Regions from separate parts of the Mus musculus genome. Here all the other regions are linked to region 2. Evidence: chromatin contacts called from public HiChIP or PLAC-seq data. All regions are on one chromosome and are shown on one strand. Each heading gives the region's core, a stretch centred on a gene start, on an enhancer-like site or on the middle of the called end of the contact. The rest is flanking DNA. Distances are from core to core; before and after follow the strand shown.

Region 1 (3,966 bases), core at 679-3,178, 510 kb before region 2:
TTTAATTAATAGAATCATACAATACACATTTTTTTTTGTTTTTTTGTTTTTTTGAGACAGGGTTTCTCTGTATAGCCCTGGCTGTCCTGGAACTCACTCTGTAGACCAGGCTGGCCTTGAACTCAGAAATCCACCTGCCTCTGCATCCCCAGTGCTGGGATTAAAGGCGTGCGCCACCACTGCCTGGCTACATTCTTTTATGTCTGGAGTCTTCCATTTAATTTGAATCATACACGCACATAGCAGATCTCTGTGTATACTATGCAGAAGCTGCTGTTTAAAAATGATAAAATATTCCATTACATATCATTATATCACAGTGAATCTGACCTATTCTGTTGATGGGTGTTTGGTCACTTCTAGTTCTCAACTATCTCTTTTTTAGCAAGTAAGTAATCGTCTCTGTTGGGTGTATATATAGGAATGAATTGCTGGGTAGAGTGGACATATGTTTTATTAGATACTACTAGACCAAGCTAGATGTTAGGGCTCATGCCTGCAATCCCATCACTCACGAAGCAGAGGCAGAAGAATTGCTGTGAGTTTAAGGCCAACATAGGTCACACGAGACCTCAAAATACAAACAGGGAGCAGGGGCTGGAGAGATGAATTAACAACAGTGAAGAGTTCATGCTAGGGCTGGAGAGATGGCTCAGTGGTTAAGAGCAATGACTGCTCTTCCAGAGGTCCTGAGTTCAATTCCCAGCAACCACATGGTGGCTCACAACCATCTGTAATGGGATCGGATGCCTTCTTCTGGTGTGTCTGAAGACAGTGATAGTGTACTCACACACAGCTCTTGCAGAAGACCTGAGACAGGTTTCTCCTAGCACCCTCAGACAGCTCATAACTGCTCGTAATTCCAGCTCCAGGGGGTCTGATGCTTCCGGCCTCCACAGGCACCTGAATTCATACCATCACACGGGTGTACACATAACTTAAGAAATACATCTTTTAAAAATAGTACTAGTTTCCCAAAGTGCCCATATCAACCAACAGCAGCACATGGAGACATCAGGGCTGTGTTCTTGGCAACAGGGCACCACCACTGCTCCTTTCTGTCGTTATTCCGTTGTGGTTTCAATTTGCAAAGCAAGTCGTGGGCACTAGTTGTTGCTTTTATCTCTCGTGAGGCCAAGATGTTTTCATTTGTTATACATCCATAGTTTTTGATTATTGTTTTCTTTTTTAAACTTTATTAGGGTTTTTTGTTTGTTTGTTTCTGTTTTTTGAGACAGGTTCTCACTGTGTAGCCCTGAATGTCTTGGAGTTCACTATTTCAATATTTAGAGCAGTGTGGCCTTGAAATTACGGAGATCAACCAACGTCTGTTACCTAGGCGCTGGGATTACTGATGTATTTATTTTGTTATTTTTGTTTTTAGACAGGATTTTGCATCTCGCAGTGTGGAGACTAGGCTGGCTTTAAACTCACGACAGTCTTCCAGTTTGCCGGGATTACAAGCGTGCGGACACCACCGCTCCGCTTGAACAACCGATTTTTGTTTGTTTGTTTGTTTTTCGAGGCAGGGTTTCTCTGTATAGCCCTGGCTGCCCTGGAACTCACTTTGTAGACCAGGCTGGCCTCGTACTCGGAAATCCACCTGCCTCTGCTGGGATTAAAGGTGTGCGCCACCACGCCCGGCTGAACAACTGATTCTTTGAGAGTAATATAAATTTGTCTTTTAATTCCAAAGAAATTCCCGTTTTACAAGGTTTTCCTTCACGGCCACGAATCTTGGCGGTGCATCAGGAGCCCACACAGCATCCGAAACACCAGAACTCCTTCCCCAGCGTTAAGATCGCAAAGCAAATAGGAAGCCTCAGAACGGATGTTGATTGGTTTTGCCATGGTAACAGATTGGAGACAGGAAGTGACATCAGAGGAAGGGGCTGCGGAGCCGGCTGAGGACACACACGTGGGTTCTGCCGTGGCTTCTGCTGTCTTTTCGGCGTGTGTGGACGCTTGTTCTCTGGGCGAGTGCGAGCCACCGTTTGGTCAACATGGGTCGCTCGGGGAAATTGCCCTCTGGTGTCTCGGCCAAGTTGAAGCGCTGGAAGAAAGGCCACAGCAGCGACAGCAACCCCGCCACTTGCCGCCATCGCCAGGCCGCTCGGAGCCGCTTCTTCAGCCGCCCGTCAGGTAGCCGGGCCGTGGGACTCCTTGGGCGGCATCTTGTGGCATTCGGCCTGCCACTTTGTAATGTCAGTCCTGGCGCTCACTGTGAAGGCCCGCCCCTCGAGTTTGACAGATGCGGAAATTGTCCTCTGAAGGGAAATGACTTGTCTAGGATACCGCGGTCTCAGGGACACGGCCGTCACTACCCTTGGATGCCCCTTTAGATTTATGTATATGTTGAGGGAGTGTCAGGGAGCGAACCCAGGACTTTGTGCACGCTAACTAAACACTCAACTACTAACCCACATCTTCAGCCTTCGGGTGTCTCCGTACAGTATACGACCCTGGCTCTGGATGTCCCTGTGCCTTTAGTACAGGGAAGCAGAAACAGATCTGGGGTTCCTTTCTCTTGGCCTTGAAAATTGCAAGCGTACACAGGGCTGTGCAGGCAAGCCTGGTTTGGAATCCTGCCGCTGGGATTGGGGGGGTCTAAACCCTCTGGTTTGTTTCTTAGGGGTTCTGTTCCTTCAGCTAAAGGAAGTTTGGGTGGAAATGGGGCCATTACCTTGTTACTCTGGTTCTCAGGAAAGAGCGACCTGACTGTTGATGCTGTGAAGTTGCATAATGAGCTGCAGTCGGGGACCCTGAGCCTGGGCAAAAGCCAAGCCCCTGAGACGACCATGGACCAAGATCCAGAGGTGGCTTTCACCGAGAAGTCCTCGGGCACGTTTCTGAGTGGCTTGTCTGACTGTACAAATGTCACTTTCAGCAAAGTGCAGCGCTTCTGGGAATCCAACTCAGCTGCTCACAAGGAGGTAGGAGATTGGTTGCTGAGTTTGTAGGGCAGTAGGCAGGGCACATTCAAGATGACTTTCATACAGCTCTGGTGACAGCAACTGGTATTTCTGGATGATGTGTCATCTCTCTTACCCTTTGTGCCCCTCACATACACTCTTGGGCAGAGTCCCCTTAAAAATCGTGTGTGGTAATTAATGTTCATATATGTTTGAAATTTTTTTGTTTATTTTTTTGAGACAAAGTTTCCATTTGTAGACCAGACTGGCTTCAAAGCCATAGAGAGCAATCTGTCTTTGCCTCTCAAGTGCTGGGGTCAAAGGTTTGTGTCTTCATGCTCAACAAAGCATATTAATTTTGATTGTGCGTGTCACAGCATGGGCATGAAGGTCAGAAGACAACTTTAGGGAGACCTTTCTCTTCCCTTCCACCATGTGGGGCTCAGGGATCAAATTCAACTTGTCAGGTTTGGGAGCAAGTACTTTACTGGCTGAGCCAGACTGAGGGTAGAAATGTTGTCAACCTTTGTCTCCTCAGCTGTTCTTCAAACGGGAATCTTTACATGTATTTCCAGGGATGTTAGTGTTCAAGTTCATGGTGAATAACTGTGGTTTGGGATCTGTTTTGTTTAACGAAAAATGTTTTACTTAATTGACATTTCAAAGTTAATATGTTTATTTTTTTATTATTTAAATGAGGAATATTAAAAATGCTAAATGAGGGGCTGGAGAGATGGCTCAGCGGTTAAGAGCGCTGACTGCTCTTCCGAAGGTCGTGAGTTCAAATCCCAGCAACCACATGTCTGATGCCCTCTTCTGGGATGTCTGAGGACAGCTACAGTGTATGTACATGTAATAAATAAATAAATCTTTAAAAAAATGCTAAATGATACAAAGAGATATAAATAGACTAAAGTGTTATAGCTAGTCTCCCAATTTGAGTCTCTCCAGTGGGCATTGTTCATAGGTCACTCAATGTATTTCTAGACTAGCACTGCCCAGTAGTGCTATAAAGTGAACCACGAGTGATTTTGAATTTTAGAAGCTACATTTA
Region 2 (4,297 bases), core at 768-3,267:
TGAGGGCTGGTGTTTGAGTCTTATATTTTCTGACCTGGGATTCCTTCATTGTCCACACCAGGAAGCTGTGGGCTTTCAGGGTCACAGCTTGGCCGAGGCTCCATAACGGTAAGTGAAGGAGTCAGATAAGAATTCAGGGTGCTAAACTCCGTCCCTGCTCCACGCTCTGGTCCTACCACCCATCCCATTTCCTGCTCATATTCCGCTGCTCCAGCCTGGGCTCCTGCATATTGGTTACAGTGTCAGCAGTGGCTTGTCCTTCTGCCTGGTGACATTCTCCCCAGGGCCTCACAGTGATCCTCAAATACTAACAGCCTTGCCTCCAAGGCCCCCATGCCTGGTCCTCCCAAACATTGGGTTCCTGTTCCTACTCAGCAAAGATGCAGAAGCACCCGTGGTCTTGCGTGGGCGTCTCCATGGCTCTGCCCTTGCTCTGGTTCTGTCTCTTTACCCCCTTGCCCCACCCACTACTGCTGCCTCAACTCCAACGATGGCATCCATGACAAGGTTCTCAACCCCCAACCCTTTGCATCCTTGCCCTTCTGCCATGACAGGGCTCCCCATCACACAGACACTTCAAGCTCAGGATCTCTAAACTTTAAATCCTCCCGTTAGCATTGCTCTCTAATGGCTTTTATAACATCCGGCTTAACTTTGGCATTTTATAGTCCCTCCTTCTTGGCTCAGGATTCTCAAATTTTCAGTGTCTCAAAAGAGGGGTCTGTCCCTGGATCTCAGATCTAAGGATTTACTGGTCATATGCATTTCTGAGCACATTTTCTGGCCAGAGTTAGCACCAGAGGATAGAGACTCCACAGCAAAAAAGATTGAGCTAACTTTGAGGAACTTAGAGCTGAATACAGGAAGCATCAATTAAAGCCATTCTGGAAAAAATAAAGAAATGTTTTTATAAGCTCAATTAAAGAACTCTAATAGTGTGAAATGGCTATCACGGTGTGTCAGAGTAGGGGCAGAGGCCAAGGATATCCTAAACAGGGGGAATGGCAGGCAGCATGTTCATCTCTGCTTTAGGGACCCTTGGCCTGTGTTAGGTGGAGAAACTATGCCCAAAGATACCCAGACTCAAATCTCTAGGATCTGTGAATTTGCTACATTATAGGACAAGGGTCTGAAGTTGTAGATAGATGTATTGAGGCTGCCATCAAGGGGCCCTTAGATGTCTTTTCCTGGACGATCCGGGCAGTTTAATGTATTCCCTCAGAAGTGGGAAAGGGGCTGGTGACATGGCTCAGGGTAAGGGTGCCTGCTGCCTAGTGTCTAGCCACTTTGATCAGTTTGATTTACCAGAACTCCATGGTGGAAGGAGAGAACAGACTCTGTCCACTCTGTGAACCGAACAACATGTGCATGCACATTCCCACACAAGCACACAAAATAAATAAACTAAGATTTTTTTTTTTTTTTTTAAAGTGGAGGAAGATGGAAGAAAGCCAAAGAGCTCTGATAGTGGAAGTGGAACAATCGTGTGTGGAAGGTTCTTGGCAGTGATAACATCTATCTATCAAAGATTATGCTTAACACCCATGTGCCCTTAGAGGGCCAGATCCAAGGAAATGCAGAAGGGTCACAGGAGGGCACCCAAGGGCAACGCCAAGACCCTAGGGCCAGGTGCTTCTCCTTCCCCTTCCTGCAGGCCTTCCCTATTCTTGGGGGCAGTGTCTCAAGGACAAGTCCCAAGGGACAAGGTGGTTGGGACAGCTGTGCTATGCCTCCCCACTTCAAGTCTGAGACTAGCTAGCCCTACAGTCTGTCTTCCCTCCCCCAGTTCCAGCACCTCAGACTGCTCTTGGGGGACATCGAGGTGGCTGCCTGCTTTCGGGACACACGTGGCACGAGCAGGGGTCGGCGCCGGGAGCTGGCGGCTGGTCGTGTGGACTTCTCACTTCCCCTCCCCAACCGCCGCGCGTGCAGGTGCCACGCGGAGCCCCGCAGGCGGGGCAGACCCTCTGGACACGCCCCCGTGCGAGTCCCCGCTGCCCGGCAGGAGGAAGCGCCAGAGTCGCCACTGTCCTGAGCACAGCTGGACTCTGCTTCTAACCCCGCGCCAGCGACGTCGCCTACCGCGGCTGTGGGCACCGGATACCGTGCTCCGGTGCCAGCCGGGGATGCGAGCTGCTCCCGGGACGGCATGGCAGCCTCAGGTGGGTAGCAGGCGCAGCGCTCTCCAGCTCCCGGCTCCTGGCTCGCGCGCCCCTGGTCCTTGAGGCTCTCTGACACCACCCTCCCAGTCTTGAGACCTGTCTCCCTACTTCTTTAGTCTTTAGTGAGGGGATTTTGTATTCTTTCCGGTCTTTTCTCCAGTCTCTGTCGCAAACTTCCCCTCTGAACTTTCTCACGTTTCCCCTAACCGGTCTGTGCACGATTCTGTCTTGCTCCTGCCTGGGGCTCGACCTATCCCAGTTTCTAAGTCTTCTTTTCTCCCTTCTAGCTGTAAGTTGCCAAGGGTCGCTTTCTCAGCTCTAACTCTGAGTACTCTGAGGACAGTTGATAGGAGGTGGAGGGCGGATTCTGTAAGAAGCCAGATGCTTCTCTTAGGGTCTTATCCAACCAATAGGGGGCGCTCAGGCAGTCTTAGGTGGTCCAGGGACAGCTTCAGAAGCCCCCTTTGTCCACCGCGATTGTATATCTTCTCTGGAATTTTGGTAAAAAACCGAGACCACACTCTAATTTTACTCTTACTCTGTTCTCTATGTAACTTATGTGCCCAGGGGTAATTGGAATTTGGTGGGCAAATCATCAAAAGGTGCCAGAAGTTTCTTCTGGTTGGTCTTGGGTTTCTTTCTAGCTCATGAGCATATGTACACTTGGCAAGTCCTTAGCTCGCTGAGGTTCAGGACAAACCATGTAAGGACAACGTTGAGAGACAGTTAGTGAGCAGCACCTATACACCTCAGTGGCTATAGGCGTAGTAGATTCTTGGTGAGAACCTTGTCGGTCTGGTCTCTGTTCACCACAGAGTTTTGGTGGTGTGAAAGAAAACAGTAACTAAATGAGGAATTGCTAGATGAGAAGAGAGAGTTGCCATGTTTTCGGTTTGGCTGACTTGTGTTTACCTAGCTCCAGCGTGATGCTTTGAGAGAGAATGAAAACCAGATGATAGCATCTCTTGAGAGAGATCGTGTAGCGTGGGCTGGGGGAAGTCAATGCTTGGGAGGGAAGGGAGCAGATGCTAAAGCCAACTGTCTCCAGATCTGCTAAGGTCTAGCCTTGGGTCATGGTACTTTGGAACGAAGGTAGAAAAGGCTTTGATAATACATGCTTATTATTATTATTGAAGGGGCTGGGAGGGTGGTTCATCAATGGCCTGCGGTTCCCTAGCCAGGCTCTATGGGATAAAGCAGCACTGTGGCTCAGGGTCCACTCACTGGACAAACTTTATTGAGTGCTTGCCGTTTCCAGGCACTGTCGTAAGAAGATGAAAGCTGTGTAACTGAGAACAGGGGAGGCAACAGCTCATTGAATAACAAAATCAAGGCAGGTGCATCGGGAAAGTGGACAGGGGAAAGTAGGCAAGCCCTGAAGGAGGGAAGGCAGGGGGTCCTGGGGAGGAGTATGTCCCAGGCAAGGGGTCTATTCTATGTGTTTGAGATACACGGAACAGCTATGGTAGCTGGGTGGATGGAGGGTTTGGGGAGAGTTAAAAATAAGGTGGCTAAGCTCCTGTTTGTCTCCTTTCCTGGATGGGATGGGCTCTGGGCTGCTGTGCACTAGAGGACAGCACACTGGGAAGCCTTTGAGCAACCTGCTTTTCCTGTCCAGTGTCTTGATGGCTGGCTCTAAGGGGAATAACTGAAGGGGCTAGGTTTGAAGGGTGGACTCAGGTTCAGATGAAGACTCTAACCCAACAACCAAAGCTGGGGTAGTGGATAAAGCTGTCCAAAACTCTGCTGTCAGTGTCCTCTGTGGTGGAACACTATGCCAGGCGGTGTGAGACTGCGTTCCTTTGGGCTCCCTGGGTACTTGTCTATACTTATGAGTAGCCCTGAGGGCAGGTCATATATAGTTAGGGGAAAGCCAGGTTTCCCACTAACATGCTATAGGCTGGAGAGCCATCCAGGCCAATATCCTGTATGGCGTCCTTATTTTAAAAACAATGTCATAATGCATGCACTCAATATGCTGTGTGCCCAGCTTTTGATACTGTGGCATGATGTCATCTATGAATGAGTGGAGCCACACCCATAGCTATCCTGGGACACATTCAGCTCATGGGCTACTGATTGGCTGTGCCTGAAAGAGTGCTGTAAGTGGCCTTTAGTGTCCTTGCCAGTATGTG
Region 3 (4,065 bases), core at 128-2,627, 470 kb before region 2:
TGTCTGCCTGCTGTGCTCCATGCTGTGATAATGGGTAGACCCCTCTGAAGCTGTAAGCTTCTATAAGAGTTGCCTTTGTCATGGTTGTCTCTTCACAGCAACAGGACACTCACTAAGACCTATAGGTTGAGCATGATGGTGTGTGCCTTTAATGCCATCACTCTGGAGGCAGAGGCAGGCAGACCTCTGTAAGTCTCAAGTAAGCATGAGATGCATGATGGGACCAGTTGTCCCCTCCCCCCAAATAATAAAATCAAATAAGAATTGTAGCTTGATGCTATATTCTCATACCAGAGCTGGGTTTGTGGGGTCAGCTCTGCAAATCTCAAATCAGAATTAAACAAGTTCTGGGCTCAGGAACAAGTCTAGTCAAAAGTGTGATTTCTTTTCCAACTTTTGAAAAATAAGTTTCTCTTTGTAGCCCTGGCTGTCCTGGAACTCACTCTGTAGACCAGGCAGGCTTTGACTTCACAGACATCTGCCTGCCTCTGTCTCCCAAATGCTGGAATTAAACGCATGTACCACCACACCCAGCAAAAATGTACTTTTTTACTAAGTAGTGAGAAGTGTAATGACCCAAGATACAATGATTACCCAGAACATACTCGGCTCTGCATTAAGCCAAAATCAGTGGTTAAAGCAATTAGGAAACAGAAAGGGGACTCCATAGATTGGAAGTATTGTCCTTGTGGTGGGACCTGCCTGTGGGGTGTGGCCTATTCCCCCACCCCAGCAGCCTGTTGGGGCCCAGCACCCACAGGGAGTAAGCAGGAAAGATCCTTCTCCCTGTGTGAACCAGGCTGAGTCTGTCCCTGCTGCAGGAAAGTGTTTCTGAGATTTAATTAGGCTCAGGCTCCTTCACACATGGCATGCCTGGATCAGATTTCTGAGCCCAGCTCTTCTGGCTCTTGCAAAGGAGACAGTCAGCTGCTTCTAGGGCCTGATAGGGAGAACTGATCCTCTAGCCTATAGGGTAATGTCCAAAGGGCAGCTTGGTTTTTCTATTTTTGTGATGTCACTCTGAAGACCTACACGTACCCTCTAGATCTCAGTGTTGAAAAAAATCACAATTCCAAAGAGCATGGGAAGCTCGGCTATCGGGCAGATGGGTTTGTGAATGGATCCAGGAGTGGCCTATACATCTATCTCTACAGCTCCTCAGCAGGTTGTGAACCTTTGAAGCCTTGCTCTTAACCAGATCTGCGACTACACTAGAGCTCTTGGACTTGAGACCACAGAGCAAATAAGCTTGTAAAATAACAAGGGATAGTTATCACCCTGAGCAGATTTTATACATCGTGTGTATTGATAGCGTCACTGTACAATCATTCTTATCTAAACATGCCCTCTTAATCATCCCAACTGCAAGTACTGCTCCTTCCAGGGAGGTGGGGCGCACTCAAAGCATACACCACAATCAGCCAGTGGTGACTCTGACATCTGGTATTCTGAAGACAATTCCCTGCCAAGAGGAGGACTGCCACATGGGCCACAAGTGTTCCCTTTCTTAGCACTTTACACAGGGCCTGGGATGTACAACCAGACACACCTGATCACTAGGGCTGGGTTGGAAACTCCCATATGGGGGCCAGAAGCAGCAGTTGCAACCCAGATTGGCACGGCTTTTACCTGGGGCAGTCACACACACCCTCCATCTCTGTGACTCCTACCACAGTAGATTGCATTCTGATTGTGGTTTAGGATTCCCACCTAGCAGTTTACTTAAGCTCCACCCGTCTCAAAGTCTGAGTGAGCTCCTGGTTTGAAGACTTATGGGGCCAGGCATGGGAGTTCAAGCTCATATCCTCACAACCTGCTACACTCAGCCCTGGAGAGAACTTGGTGGCACCAGGAGGTTGGGCTGTGAATCTGCAGATGCCACACCAGTATCTGTTCTTCCCCGTACTTACCTTGGGGGCTCTTTACTCTCCAAATGCGTCCCTAGCACAAGAGCCAACTCAGAACTGGTCTAGGTGAGGAGGTTGAGCACTGTGAGCTGCCTTGGCTGAGGTGAAGGGCAGGGCAGGCCAGCAAAGGGCAGGGCTGAGTGTACCCTTTCCCTTCCACCTTCTGGGAGGCAAACCTGCAGGATGCTCTTCATGTCTTTTCTTTCTTTCATGTTCTTTTTTTTCCCCCTCTCCATCCATCTCCCTTACTTCCATAAACACTTCTGCACTTGTTCAGAGTGAAGCACTTCCAACAAAAGTTGGGAGGCCGGCTGGAGAGATGGCTCAGAGGTTAAGAGCACTGACTGCTCTTCCGAGGGTCCAGAGTTCAATTCCCAGCACCCACATGGTAGCTCACAACTATAACTGTAGTCTCATGGGATCTGATACCCTCTTCTGGTGTGCAGACAAACATGCAAACAAAACACCCGCATGCATGCATACATACATACATTCATGCATACATACATACATACATCTTTTTTTTTAAAGCAGTTGAGGTGGAGGTAGATAAAGCAAACAAACCAACAATTCAGTGAAAACAGTGACCAGCGAGCAACTTCTGGGTGCAACAGTCTAGAGACTCAAGGCTAGCAGAGGAGCTATCAACACAGGGGTGAGGGTGGGGAAGAGAGAGGCTGAAATATCAACATGTGAGTGATAGAGTCATCACCTCTAAGGAGGATGGGGTGCCCGAAGTGAGAACTAGAGGAGGAACAACTAATAAGGCAGAAAAACCAGGGCACTGAAGAAATGGCTCAGTGGTTCAGGGTGTGCACTGTTCCTTTAAAGGATTCTAGTTTCCTTCCCAGCGCCTACATTGGACAGTTTACAACATGTAACTCTAGCTCCAGGGTATTCAACATCTCTGGTCTCCACGGACAGACAGACAGACACACACACTATAAAGGTTTTTATATTTTATAAAATAAAAGTATTATATAAAATTATAAACATAAATACAATGGTGAGCAATGGTGACACACACCTTTAATTCAGCAAAGGCAAGTTGATATGAGGCCAGCCTGGTCTACAAAGCCAGTTCCAGGATAGCCATGGCTACTGCACAGAGAAACCCTGTCTCTAAAAAAAAATAATAATAATAATGATAATAATAAAATGTAAGCTGGGTATAGTAGCACACACCTTTAATCCCAGCACTCAGGTGGCAGAGGCAGGCAAATCCGAGTTTGAGGTCAGCTTGGTCTAGCAGGAGATCCAGGGCTGATAGGGTTACAGAGAAACCCTGTCTTGAGCAAAACAAAACAACCAACCAACCAAATAGACAAACAGTAAAATATAACCTGGGCATGATGGTGCACACCTTTAATCCTAGCACGTGGGAGGCAGTGGTAGATGGGTCTCTGAGTTTGAGGCCAGCCTCATTCATACAAATTGAGTTCAAGGACAGCCAGAGCAACACAGAAAAACTCTGCCTTGAGAAAGCCAAATAAATAAATAAATAAATAAGCCTTTTTATTAGAGAGAGAGAGAAAGAGAGAGAGGAGAGAGAAGAAAGAGAAAGAAGTCAGAAAACCAGCCAGGAAAACATGATACCCTGGAGACTAGGTGAAGGTTACATTTCAGGAGAAGGTTGTCAGGAGCCAGTTAGGTCAGAAAAGTGAAGTATAAAAAGTAAGGGGAATCTGTGTACCTAGCAGTTCAGGCTAAACTTCTGACGAAAAGGAAGTAGAAGGAAATAAACACTCAAACAAAAGCTTGATGTTGAGCATGTGGCTCAGTAGTAGAACTGCTGCTTAGGAGACACAAGGCCCTGGGTCACAGAAGCCGGCATCAGATCCCCTGGAACTAGAGTTACAGAGGGTTGTGAGCCACCATGTGGGAGCTAGGAATGGTACTTCGGTCCTCCCCTAGGGCATCCAGGGCTCTTGATTGCAAAGTCAACTCTCCAGTCCCTATTAATGTTTTTTAAAAATTGTTTGTTCGTGTGTGTGTGTGTGTGTGTGTGTGTGTGAGAGAGAGAGAGAGAGAGACAGACAGAGACAGAGACAGAGACAGTGACAGAGACAGACAGACAGACAGACAGTATGGTGCAGGTGCCTATAGAAGCCAGAGGCATCAGATCTCTCTGGGAATCAGGAGTTATGGGCAGTTGTGG

What was found. HiChIP or PLAC-seq counts read pairs in DNA pulled down with a chosen protein or histone mark.
Region 1: a FOXA1 HiChIP or PLAC-seq map of pancreatic cancer cells shows a contact between it and region 2. The contact joins the promoter of Rrp12 here to the promoter of Pik3ap1 in region 2. A contact is called at or near these places in 1 of 39 promoter capture datasets (pre-B cells) and 2 of 115 datasets of contacts at active chromatin or transcription factors (bone marrow-derived macrophages and pancreatic cancer cells).
Region 3: a contact with region 2 is called in a FOXA1 HiChIP or PLAC-seq map of pancreatic cancer cells. The contact joins the enhancer-like site here to the promoter of Pik3ap1 in region 2. A contact is called at or near these places in 5 of 39 promoter capture datasets (the C10 cell line, cranial neural crest, hippocampal neurons and 2 more) and 3 of 115 datasets of contacts at active chromatin or transcription factors (large pre-B cells, pancreatic cancer cells and pro-B cells).

Annotation. Positions count from the first base shown.
Region 1 is chr19:41,894,115-41,898,080 of GRCm38.p6, reverse strand. It overlaps Rrp12 (ribosomal RNA processing 12 homolog (S. cerevisiae)), which reads left to right and starts at 1,928. Exons shown (of 34, transcript NM_199447.2): 1 at 1,928-2,142; 2 at 2,704-2,933. The coding sequence starts at 2,004.
Region 2 is chr19:41,382,822-41,387,118 of GRCm38.p6, reverse strand. Pik3ap1 (phosphoinositide-3-kinase adaptor protein 1) reads left to right here and starts at 2,017. Exons shown (of 17, transcript NM_031376.4): 1 at 2,017-2,162. The coding sequence starts at 2,150.
Region 3 is chr19:41,854,918-41,858,982 of GRCm38.p6, reverse strand. No RefSeq gene overlaps it. Among named protein-coding and RNA genes, the nearest start is that of Frat2, 8.8 kb to the right of the region's middle. Within about 2 kb of position 1,377, at least 46 of the 459 cell types and tissues checked have an H3K27ac peak or open chromatin away from gene starts, as enhancers often do. A contact at or near this core is called in pancreatic cancer cells, where this site is marked.